Linked DNA regions of Mus musculus: all the other regions are linked to region 3. The links are chromatin contacts, called in public HiChIP or PLAC-seq maps. All regions are on one chromosome and are shown on one strand. Each heading gives the region's core, a stretch centred on a gene start, on an enhancer-like site or on the middle of the called end of the contact. The rest is flanking DNA. Distances are from core to core; before and after follow the strand shown. Region 1 has its middle 3.3 kb from the start of Gm46242. Region 2 has its middle 21 kb from the start of Gm46242. Region 3 has its middle 81 kb from the start of Gm28380.

Region 1 (3,359 bases), core at 786-3,285, 190 kb after region 3:
GAATGAGGGGGAGGTTCCCAGTCTGAGCCGGCAGATAGGCTTTCTGATTCCTACGCCAGACACTGGGAAGGGGTGGAACAGGACTCATGGCCACCAATCTCCCCTTTAACATAAACTAACGTCTCAGGTTTGAGATCCTGGAGTCTGGAAACCTGTCAGCTAAGGACTCACAGACGCGTCTCCGTAGGGATCCGTCAGTATCTGTGAAAGGGGGCTGTGGCTGTGCAGCAGCAAGATGCTAACACTGCATTCTTTCAATTATATTCCTTAAAATGTTCCCGAATGAGGCAAAGCAGTAAGGGAGTGTGGTCTTTGTGGGGGAAATCAGAGGAAGCTGTCTGGTGTCCTACCTAGGTATTGGACTTGATAAAGAACTTAAGTTAATTATTTTAAATATATTAAATAAAATGTAACTATTTAAACTGGCTGGAGGAACAGCCAAACATTAGATGGAGTTTGGGGACACTTATGGAAGAGTTGGGGGAAGGATTGAAGGACCAGAAGAAGATGGGAACCCCACAGGAAGAACAACAGAGTCAACAAACCTGGATCCCCTGAGCCACCAAGCAAAAAACATACATAGGGTAGAATAAGCCGCCCCCTCCTCCAGCACCTATGTAGCAGACAGGAAGCTCAGTCCTCATGGCTGCCCTGTCGGCCTCAGTGGGAGAGGATCCACCTAATCTGGCAGAGACTTGATGTGTCAGGGGCACGGGGGATACCTGACGGGGCGGGGGGAATCCTACCTCTCAGAGGAGAAGAGGGGGAGGAATAGGATGAAAGTATCAGTGAGGGAGGGACGAGGAGGGGGAGCAATATTTGAGATGTAAACTAATGGATGAATTAATTACTTAAGTAATTAAAATAACTGGAGGAAAAATTATAATTGTGTCTCAATGAAACAAAAGATCAATAGAAATAGTTATTTTTATTTATTTTGATTGATCTTTCCCCTACTTATTTTTAAGAGGTACATTAAAAATAAAAAGTTGTGCCAGGCAGTGGTGGTGCACAATTTTAATCCCAGCACTTGGGAGGCAGAGACAGGTGGATCTCTGTGAGTTGGAGGCTGGTCTGGTCTACAGAGTGAATTCTAGGACAGCCAGAGCGCATAGAAACTCTGTGTGGAAAAACCAAGAAACTAAAATTAAAAAAATAAAATATAAATAAATAACTAATGTACTGCCATTTTGGCATATGTGCACAATGTGCAATGTTTAAATAAAGTTACTTATATAGGGAATTAGATAACTACAAATTCAAGAGGGTCATGAAAATGAAGCTGTTTTTAAAATATCATCTTCAGAAAGGGACCCAGAAAAGGTACATAGGACCAGCATGCTGATTTGGTGCAAGGCAGTGGTTTTTAAGGTTCTCCAACCACAAGGAATTCCTGTCCTCTCTTCCCATAGGCCAGGACTTGCCCTTCCTAAATCTCCCTTCTCATTGGCTGAAGACACAAACTTTATCTAATGGGTAACTTGGGCTGTGGGCTCAGTCCTGCAGACTGTCTGCAACTTTCCAGTTCTCGGGGTTTGGGATAAGTGGGTGCACGCTGTCAGCTCAGGGAGACAGAGACTTCAGCCATCCTTCCTTCTAGGCTCCTGAAAGGCACCATGCACAACTGATATCTGTGGTCACCCTGTGGAGAGGCAACACAGAAGATCTACCAGGCCTCCATGCTTGGCTTAACTGTAGCTTAGCTTCTGCTAGTCCCGGTATCCCTACCTGCCTCCTAGTCTCCCAGCCTTTGCCCATCACTGGGAGATCAGCCTGGTTAGATCCCACACATGAGAGCACAAAGTGTTGGCCTTTTTGTGTCTGCCTTATTTCTCTAAAAACAAAATCTATCTCTACTGCCTTCTGCAACATAGTAGAAGCTTCCACGTGCTCAGGAAGGCTGAATGGTGTTCCCTAGCCAGTGAGTACCATGCTTCCTTTATTCAATAGTCATTTGATAGACACAGGCAGCCCTGTGTTCACCCCATTTGAGAACTGTGCCAGGTGAACACCAGTGTGCACACGTCTCGGGGACACACTGATTTTGCTTTGTTTTCTTTGGCTGTACGCCCAGCTGTGGGACTGCTGATCTTGCTGTAGCTTCACATGTTTGTTTTTCTGAGGAAGCGACATTCCATTCTTCATAGTGACTAAAGTATTTACCCTCAGCACAGTGTGCAGGGCTTCCCTTCCCTCCATGTCTCCACCAGCACTGGCAGATGCCTTACCTGTTTTGATCTTAACTTTTGTGAAAGAGCTACATGGAGGTCCTGGAGTGACAAGCACAGCAATGAAAATGAAAACTGTGCCAGAGGAGTCAACAGTACTTTCTTCACAAAAGAAGAAAGAGGGAGACATCGCAGACGTTAAAAGAAAAAGCAAGAGAACTTGTCACTTGCAAACCTGCCCCACCCATAAATGCTAAGGAAACTCTTAAGGCCAAAAGAAAAGCAAATGAAAAATTGCCAAAAATGCATAGCAAAGGGAATTTAAATAGTGTACCAAAAGGCGTTTTAATACCAAAAAAAAAAAAAAAAAAACCTGAAATGGAGTGATTAAAAAGCCCGTAAGAACACCCAGCAAATCTCTCAATTACCATGGATGGAGAAACCAAGGTATTCCAGGACAAAACCAAATTTACACAATAGCTTTCCATAGATCCAGCCCTACAAAGGATAATAGATGGAAAGTACCAACCCAAGGAGGGAAACTACACTCTAGAAAAAGCAAGGCAGTAATCTTTCAACAAACCCAAAAGAAGATAGCAACACAAACATAATTCCACCTCTAAAAACAAAAATAACAGGAAGTAACAATCACTGTTCCTTAATATCTCTTAACATCAATGGACTCAGTTCCCCCCAAAAAGACATAGACTAAGAAACTGGATACATGAACAGGACTCAGCATTTTGCTGCATACAGGAAACACACCTCAGTGACAAAGACAGACACTATCTCAGAGTAAAAGGTTGGAAAACAATTTTTCAAGCAAATGGTCCCAAGAAACAAGCTGGAATGGCCATTCTAATTTCAAATAAAATCAACTCTCAACCAAAAGTTATCAAAAAAAGATAAGGAAGGACTCTTCATACTGGTCAAGGAAAAAATCTACCAAGATGAACTCTCATTTCTGAACATCTATGCTCCAAATGCAAGGACACCCACATTCATAAAAGAAACTAGTAAAGCTCAAAGCATACATCCCGTCCCATGCAATAAAAGCGGGAGACTTCAACATCCTACTCTCAGCAATGGACAGATCATGGAAACAGAAACTAAACAGAGACACAGTGAAACTAACAGAAGCTATGAACCAAATGGATTTAACAGATATTTATAGAACATTTCATCCTAAAG
Region 2 (3,524 bases), core at 452-2,951, 170 kb after region 3:
ACAAGGGGACGTAGTCTGTGTGCTTTTCTGCCCTGCTTGTCTGTCAACTCTCACCCCGTGGGGACCTGACCACATATGCGTTCCCTCCTGAGTCTCTGGTCTCCAGCACGCTGCTTGGCAGATAGGCCCATCTCTGTCCCTGGCTGAGTTGTTAGCCCTGTGTGGCCTGGTGCTTTCATTGGCTGTCCCTGCTCACAGCAACATTCTCTGCACTTGTACTTTGCCCAGCTGTCAAGATTCAACCATGGGGTCCCTTCCTGGTCTAAAGAAGATTTATTCCCTTCGGCTAAACAGCAAGCTGGTTCTTATCTATAGGCAAAGTGTTTACAGGAATGGAGGCCGAAGGCAGACAGCCTGTGAGAATGTCATACTCTGGACGTCACCCAGATGACAGGGCTCTAGTTCTGATGCACAGCAACACACTGTACCAGCAGACTCAGCTCCTTGTCTGCCCAAGACCAAGTTCTACTGGGAATAATGTCCACACTTGCTGCTCAGTCTTGGCTCCTAAAGGAATCCCAAGCTGTGGGTCCTCTGTGGCCTCCCAGGTCAGATCCATAGCCAGAATCTAGTCACATGGCAGGAAAGGCTCCAAGCTACTTCTCACTTGGAGAGAAAATACACCCTTGAATTTGCTCTCATTTTTGGCACACTCTGCTTCTATGTTGGATAAGAATTACTTGTGCCTTGTCAACCTTCCCCAGCATGTGACTGAAGCAACGACCTCTGCTCTCCTTCTTACCACCCAAGCTTTCAAGAAAAGGTTTGGTCAGCCAAAATGGCCCTTCGTGGTTGGGGCCAGATGGATGCTGTGACTTCCAACCTAGGTGGTGGCAGATCCCTGGTCATGGACTTGTGATCTGGAACAGCTGAGTCACAGCTCGGTGGGAGCCTGCCTTGCGTGTGTGAGGCCCTGAGTTCAAGCACCAGAAGGTTCTGTTGGTCTCCAGCAGGAGAACTGTGTAAGAAGCCATGCCAGGTGCCCCTGTCAGCTCTTCTGGGGGACACACAATTGGAGCCTGGAGCCTGTAAGTGAATACAGAGACAGGTGGGGGGGGGAATAGGCAGGCAGACAGACAGACAGACACAGAGACACAGCAAGATAGAGACCAACAGGCACGGGGGGAGGGGGCACACCGACACAGATCCACAGATATGTACATACACACAGTGAGAAACAGAAACACAGAGAGAGACGAACAGAAGGACATACAGAAACAGACACACACACATAAGCAGATAGAGAGGAGACACAAAGACAGACTCACACAATACGTAAGACACACATACACACACACACACACACACACACACACACACACACACACAGGGGGTGGGGGTGGGGGGCTAGTAAGATCTCTGACCATTATCTTGCTGACCTAAATCCAGAGCTGCCTTGATCAGAGGCCGTTCCCACTGTGAGGACCTGAGACACTTTGTTAGGGCTGGGAGAGGGTTCTTTCCAGCATGAGTCACTGTCCGCCTCTCTTCCTTAATTAGTGCTCAGGGACTTGCTGTTGTAACTCTAGTGAAGTCCACGGAAATTAATCAAAGAATATCTTAGACCTTAAATACAGCGAGAACTGCCACCAGGCCAAATCCGAAGGCACTGGGACCTGCATGGCCCAGCGCTCCCCTAGAAACTGAGCTTGAGCCTCCCACGTGTCCAGCACTCCCTGTCCTGGCACTTCCTTCCTCGGGGTTTACTTTCTGGAAGGTTTTCTACTTGTTTTTCCAACTATGGCAATTTCTCAATCTACTACATACCACAATCCTCAATAAAAACGGTTCTCATGGAGCCCTGGTCCCGAGGGCTTGGCAAGTATGGCTTCTTGGATGTGGTCCCTGTGTGTCTACACACTCTGGGATGCAAAGCACAGGGGGACTCTGTCCACACTCACATGAACCCCACCCTTGCTAATCTCCAGAAGATCAGCCAGTCTCATAGGTGCCAGAACCAGGGGTTGGCGTGGGAGGTGCCCAGCAAAAGGGTCCTGTGGTTCCAGTTAGTCCCATTGTACTTAAGAGGCTGAAGATATAGTAGGACCACATCCAGAACATGCAAGAGAACAGACCCACAGTTGTAGCATCCAGACTAGGAAGCTGTCTCAGCACCTACAACAACCATCCCAGCTGATCACCCTTCATCTGCAGTGCCCAGCCCAGCAGGCCACCCATAACCTATAGCACCCAGCCTAGAAGGCCCTACTCCACACCCAGCACACAGCTCAGGCACTAGCCTCATCACCCACAGTGCCCAGACTGGGCTGTCTGGAAGCCCTTCTCCCACTAGACTGAAGCCCTCCAGATCAGGACCACTCTACCCATTTCACCCCAGCATCCTCAGCCCCAGCCAATCACAGACCTAGGGGATCAAAGCGCAGACACAGAGGCACATGGACCAGCTTACCCTGCAGAAGCACTGTCATGATCATGATACAATTTTTCTATAAAGCAAACCCCAGCAGAGCAGAGGGGAGAGGTGTGAAATACTGACAAGAAAGGAAGGTGCTCCCACGGAGCCACAGGGGATGACCAGGAATGTAGAGTCCAGCCAAAAAGATAAGTTCACATGGCCTTAGGATCCCCCATAAATCTTCACTGTCTTCATGGCTTGGCTCCTGTGTTGAGTGTAGAGCTTGCCGGAAGTCTTAGAAGGGCTTTCTGCCGTACAGATCTGCCCGTGTGCATGCTCCATCCACAGGGCCAGGCTGGGTCAGTGGGGAAAATGAAGGGCATTAGAAGTTGTATTGAACAAGGCACCCAGGTGGAAATGACAGCCACTGACCAATGGGGTCACTTTGGGCAAGCAGGTGAGCCACTTGGGGTGCTCAATTTACTACTAGGACTTGTGCCAAAGAATAAACAAACCCTATTTGAGGAGATGGAGAGCACCTCCTAGTATTAGGGTTATTAATGGTGTAGACATGGTATTGGGGGAGGTGTTTATGTCCTAGAAGTGCTCTAGTGACAGGCATAAGGCAGACTGAGTCCCCAGAGCAAGAGGCAGAAAGGGGACACACCGAGCTGAGCCCCTGCGCTCATCCATGCAGATGCCCACGGGTAGGAAACCTAGATGCAGAAGACTGGCAGCCACACTCACTGTGCCTTCCGCTCTGTCTTCTCTACCTTGTGCCTGTTGCTATTTACTAACTTAAAAGCTCGTAATCTGAAGTCCTCTCCTGATTGTTTTTCTTACATGTATGTTTTCTTACATGTATGTTTGGTACATGAATATATATACATGTCGCGAGTACACGTGTGTGTAGGCCAGAGGAGAATGTCAGGTGTCTCCCTTTATCAGTCTCCACCATGTTCCCTTGAGAGGATCTCTTTGAACTCAGAGCTCTGGGTTTTTTCACCCAGCGCTGGCAGCCAGCAAGTCCCAGTGATTCTTCTGTCCCTACTGTTATCCTAGAACCTTAACCACTATAGATTGTAAAGTCACTTCCTTGACACGATCCAGTCACCTATACTATAGGACAGGATAGGATAGGATAGGTTTCTTCATCTTTGCCCAAGTT
Region 3 (3,439 bases), core at 838-3,337:
CTCGGCCCAAGGAGTGTCACTATTAGAAGGTGAGGCCTTGCTGGAGTAGGTGTGTCACTGTTGGCTTGGGCTCTAAGACCCTCCTCTTAGCTTCCTAGAAGTCAGTCTTCCACTAGTAGCCTTCAGATGAAGATATGGAACTCTCAGCTCCTCCTGCACCATGCCTACCTGGATGCTGCCATGCTCCCACCTTGATGATAACAGACTGAACCTCTGAACCTGTAAGCCAGCCCCAATTAAATGGTGTCCTTATAAGAGTTGCCTTGGTCATGGTGTCTGTTCACAGCAGTAAAACCCTAGCAAGACAAACATTTTTATGTGTTTTCTCTCTTTATACTTTTTGTCATTGAGACCATGCAAGAAATTATTTACCCCATCTTATGGCTGGGTACATACTTAACTAACATTTCTTTTAGAACTTTTATAATCTTATTTTTATTTAGTGCTTATCGTTTTAAATACAACTAAAATGATTTTAGCTCGAGATAGAGAGCAGGGTTTAGCTTTATGACTGTATACCTGTTAGCTACTCAATGCCACATAGTAGGGAACTGTAGCTGTAGGCTTCCTGTGGGCCTGAAGTGTCACGGTGACTGTATACTTAACTCATACTCACATAGACATGCAGGTCAAAACCCGGAAGACTAAAGCACACTCCTGAGCCAGGAGTCTAGCAAGTGGCTGCTAAGGTTTTACAGACAACGGTCTCTGAGAATCAAGTATGTGCATGCTGGATGACTGTCATAGGCTCATGGGGATCCCTTGAGGTCATACCCCAACTGAAACAGGTCTTCCTGAGCATAGTTGGAAGGTGCTTAGTCAATCCTGGCCTCAGTTTCAAACCATCACAATTCAGCTTCCCTATGTTTAGAGTTTGAGGTTCCAGGTGGAGAATCAGGGCTTTTTTCCCCCTTCAACCCACTGAGCTAAGCACAACGCCTCCTCTCAAGTGGGTTTTCCCAAATAGCACACTGACTTAGTCACTGTTCTATTTCTGTGAAGAGAAACCATGGCTAAGGCCACCCTTATGAGAGGAAGCATTTCATTCTAGCCTGGCTTACAGTTTCAGAGGGTTAGTCCATTACCATCATAGTGGGGGGCATGACAGCAGGCAGGCAGACATGGTGCTGGAGCAGTAGCTGAGAAGTAAGCCCTGATCTTGTAGGCATAGGGAGCCTAGGCCTGACACAGGCCTTTGAAGCCTCAAAGCCCAACAGCAGTGACATACTTTCTCTAACAAGGCCACACCCCCTAATCCTTCTAATCCTTTCAAATAGTTCCACTCCCTGGTGACTAAACATTCATATATATGAGTTTATAGGGGTCGTTCTTGTTCAAATCACCATGCAGTCCCTGAGACAAAGACCTGAACACAAATAGTTATTCCAGAAAGTGCTGCAGGAGATTGCCACTTGAGATGGGAAGAAAACTCATAGAAGGGTTGCCAATGACCTCTGTGGACATCTTGGTTTAGTCCCTCTGGAGTTAATGACCCACTGTAAAATGTACCTTAGAATCAGTGAGGCAGAGACAACTGTGCTATTTATCCACTACCTTCTGCTAGTCCCCAGGAGGGCCATGCCAAAGACCCTTGAGTCCCTGATTCCCCTAGTCCAAGTGTCCTCTGTAGATAAAGCCTTATGATAGAGTCACAGGCTCTTCTAGTAGAAGACAGTGGGGACTAGGAAGACAGACACCAGTTGTAACTGCCAAGTCACAAGTCTGAGTGCACGTTGTCCATTAGTTGCTTTCAAGCTGGGTTGCTCCAGGCTGATGTTACCATGGTCTTTCCCTTATCTATCAAATTCTGAGTTAGTCCAGCTCTGTGACTAGAGAAAGAAATCACAGCAAACAGTCTTTTCCATAGGAATCCTGGCATCACCCCAAAGCACTAGTTTTCTACCTTCTTATAGAAGAGCTAGGCACAACATGGGGCTGCACACACAGATACCTCCTTCTCTCTGTGTATCTGCTGCTGTCATTCCTAGATCAACTGGCTTAGGAGCTAGCTCAGAGCCCAGGGTAGGACTGTGGGCTAGTCTGAGACACCACAGCCAGAACCCACTTTGCAGAGGTCAGGCATGCGATTCACAGTGACTCATCCACGAGTCACGGAAATGTTTATTCTCCTTTTTCAGAGTTTTGAAAGCTCACAAATGCTCCCCTCCCCCTGGCAAACAATTGCCATTTTTGTTTGAAGACACCAGCAGAGCTCATCATTTTCATCTCCTACCATGTAGCAATGATGCACATGCCTTTGTGTTAGCTTAGGAAGAGCTAGAGTCCCAAGACAAAACTCTCATTCTTGTCCATTTCCTCTCTTGTTCTGTAGCAAACCCCAGATGACATGAGGGGAGGCCAGCCCAGAGAGCACCCCGTAGCGATGGTCTCTAGCCAATGCTGCTAAGCAGGGAATTCATCCTCGCTCACTGGCTTCTCTTCAAATATTTAGGTGGGGCATTTGCATCTCATATTTTAGTGACAGGGAGGGTGATAAATGAGATCATAAACCGAGTTCTGTTGTCATCACCTTGCAAGAGTTAAGTAGGATTAATTATAAAGAATCTGCCTGGGACTTCCCCTGTAGGTCAGGAGTTGAACGGATGGTCTTCAGTCTCCTGACGTACTCTTTGGACCAGAGGGTCTTGGCCTTTCCATTTGAGTTGTCTCTTCCTCCTAGGTCAGTGGGGGACTGAGGCTGTGAATTAGAACAATTTATTTCTACCTGGGAGTTAAAGGCCTGCAAGCAACCTCAAGGGAAGGTATTTTCACAGAGGTGTGTTCTCAGGGACCACCTTCTCTACAGCCCTGCGATTTGAGGCTGCCTACAGCTGGGCACTGCTGTGCTGGGGAGACCTCCACATGCGCCAGGTTGAGCAGGGCTGGAACCACAGGACAGGCATCATAGGGGAAGGGAGCTTGTGGGTGAGTGTCTTGGGCTCCTGGGTGGAGAAGGCACCAAGAGGGCTCCTCTCCACAGGGAACATGCAGTTCCTCCCAGGTGATGACAAAGGAAATGACTGCTAAGGCCTACGGCCATTCCCACCCCTGCCTGACACTTGCTAAGTGACATTGGTGGCAGCAGAGATGGAAGGAGAGACATGGGGGGGAGGCTACTGTGGGTCCAGAGATGTAGAGACAAACTGAAGGACCTGAAAAGCCACACCCACCTTAATCCATCTCCCAGTGGCTTTGGCATTGCAGCTCTTGTAGGAGGAGAGATGGAGTTTCAGGGGAGTCAGAGGCTTGGAGAAGCAGGTTTCTATGGAAAGGCTCAGCCTGGCTCAGCCAGGACTAGACTAGAGATCCAGAAGGGGCAACTGATCAGGGGCTGGAAGTTGTATTCAAGGGGAGTAGGGGGACCTAGTGATATAATCACCAATCTATAGCTCTTCTGGAATTTCATCAAGGAAGAAGTGGTTTTACGTGAAGGTTACTA

Evidence for each region. HiChIP or PLAC-seq counts read pairs in DNA pulled down with a chosen protein or histone mark.
Region 1: an HNF4G HiChIP or PLAC-seq map of pancreatic cancer cells shows a contact between it and region 3. The contact joins two enhancer-like sites. A contact is called at or near these places in 2 of 484 Hi-C or Micro-C datasets (liver and stem cell-derived neural stem cells) and 2 of 115 datasets of contacts at active chromatin or transcription factors (double positive thymocytes and pancreatic cancer cells).
Region 2: a contact with region 3 is called in a FOXA1 HiChIP or PLAC-seq map of pancreatic cancer cells. The contact joins two enhancer-like sites. A contact is called at or near these places in 4 of 484 Hi-C or Micro-C datasets (embryonic stem cells, liver and nephron progenitors) and 1 of 115 datasets of contacts at active chromatin or transcription factors (pancreatic cancer cells).

Annotation. Positions count from the first base shown.
Region 1 is chr1:91,881,241-91,884,599 of GRCm38.p6, forward strand. No RefSeq gene overlaps it. Among named protein-coding and RNA genes, the nearest start is that of Gm46242, 3.3 kb to the left of the region's middle. Within about 2 kb of position 2,036, at least 12 of the 459 cell types and tissues checked have an H3K27ac peak or open chromatin away from gene starts, as enhancers often do. A contact at or near this core is called in pancreatic cancer cells, where this site is marked.
Region 2 is chr1:91,856,795-91,860,318 of GRCm38.p6, forward strand. No RefSeq gene overlaps it. Among named protein-coding and RNA genes, the nearest start is that of Gm46242, 21 kb to the right of the region's middle. Within about 2 kb of position 1,702, at least 58 of the 459 cell types and tissues checked have an H3K27ac peak or open chromatin away from gene starts, as enhancers often do. A contact at or near this core is called in pancreatic cancer cells, where this site is marked.
Region 3 is chr1:91,690,829-91,694,267 of GRCm38.p6, forward strand. No RefSeq gene overlaps it. Among named protein-coding and RNA genes, the nearest start is that of Gm28380, 81 kb to the left of the region's middle. Within about 2 kb of position 2,088, at least 38 of the 459 cell types and tissues checked have an H3K27ac peak or open chromatin away from gene starts, as enhancers often do. A contact at or near this core is called in pancreatic cancer cells, where this site is marked.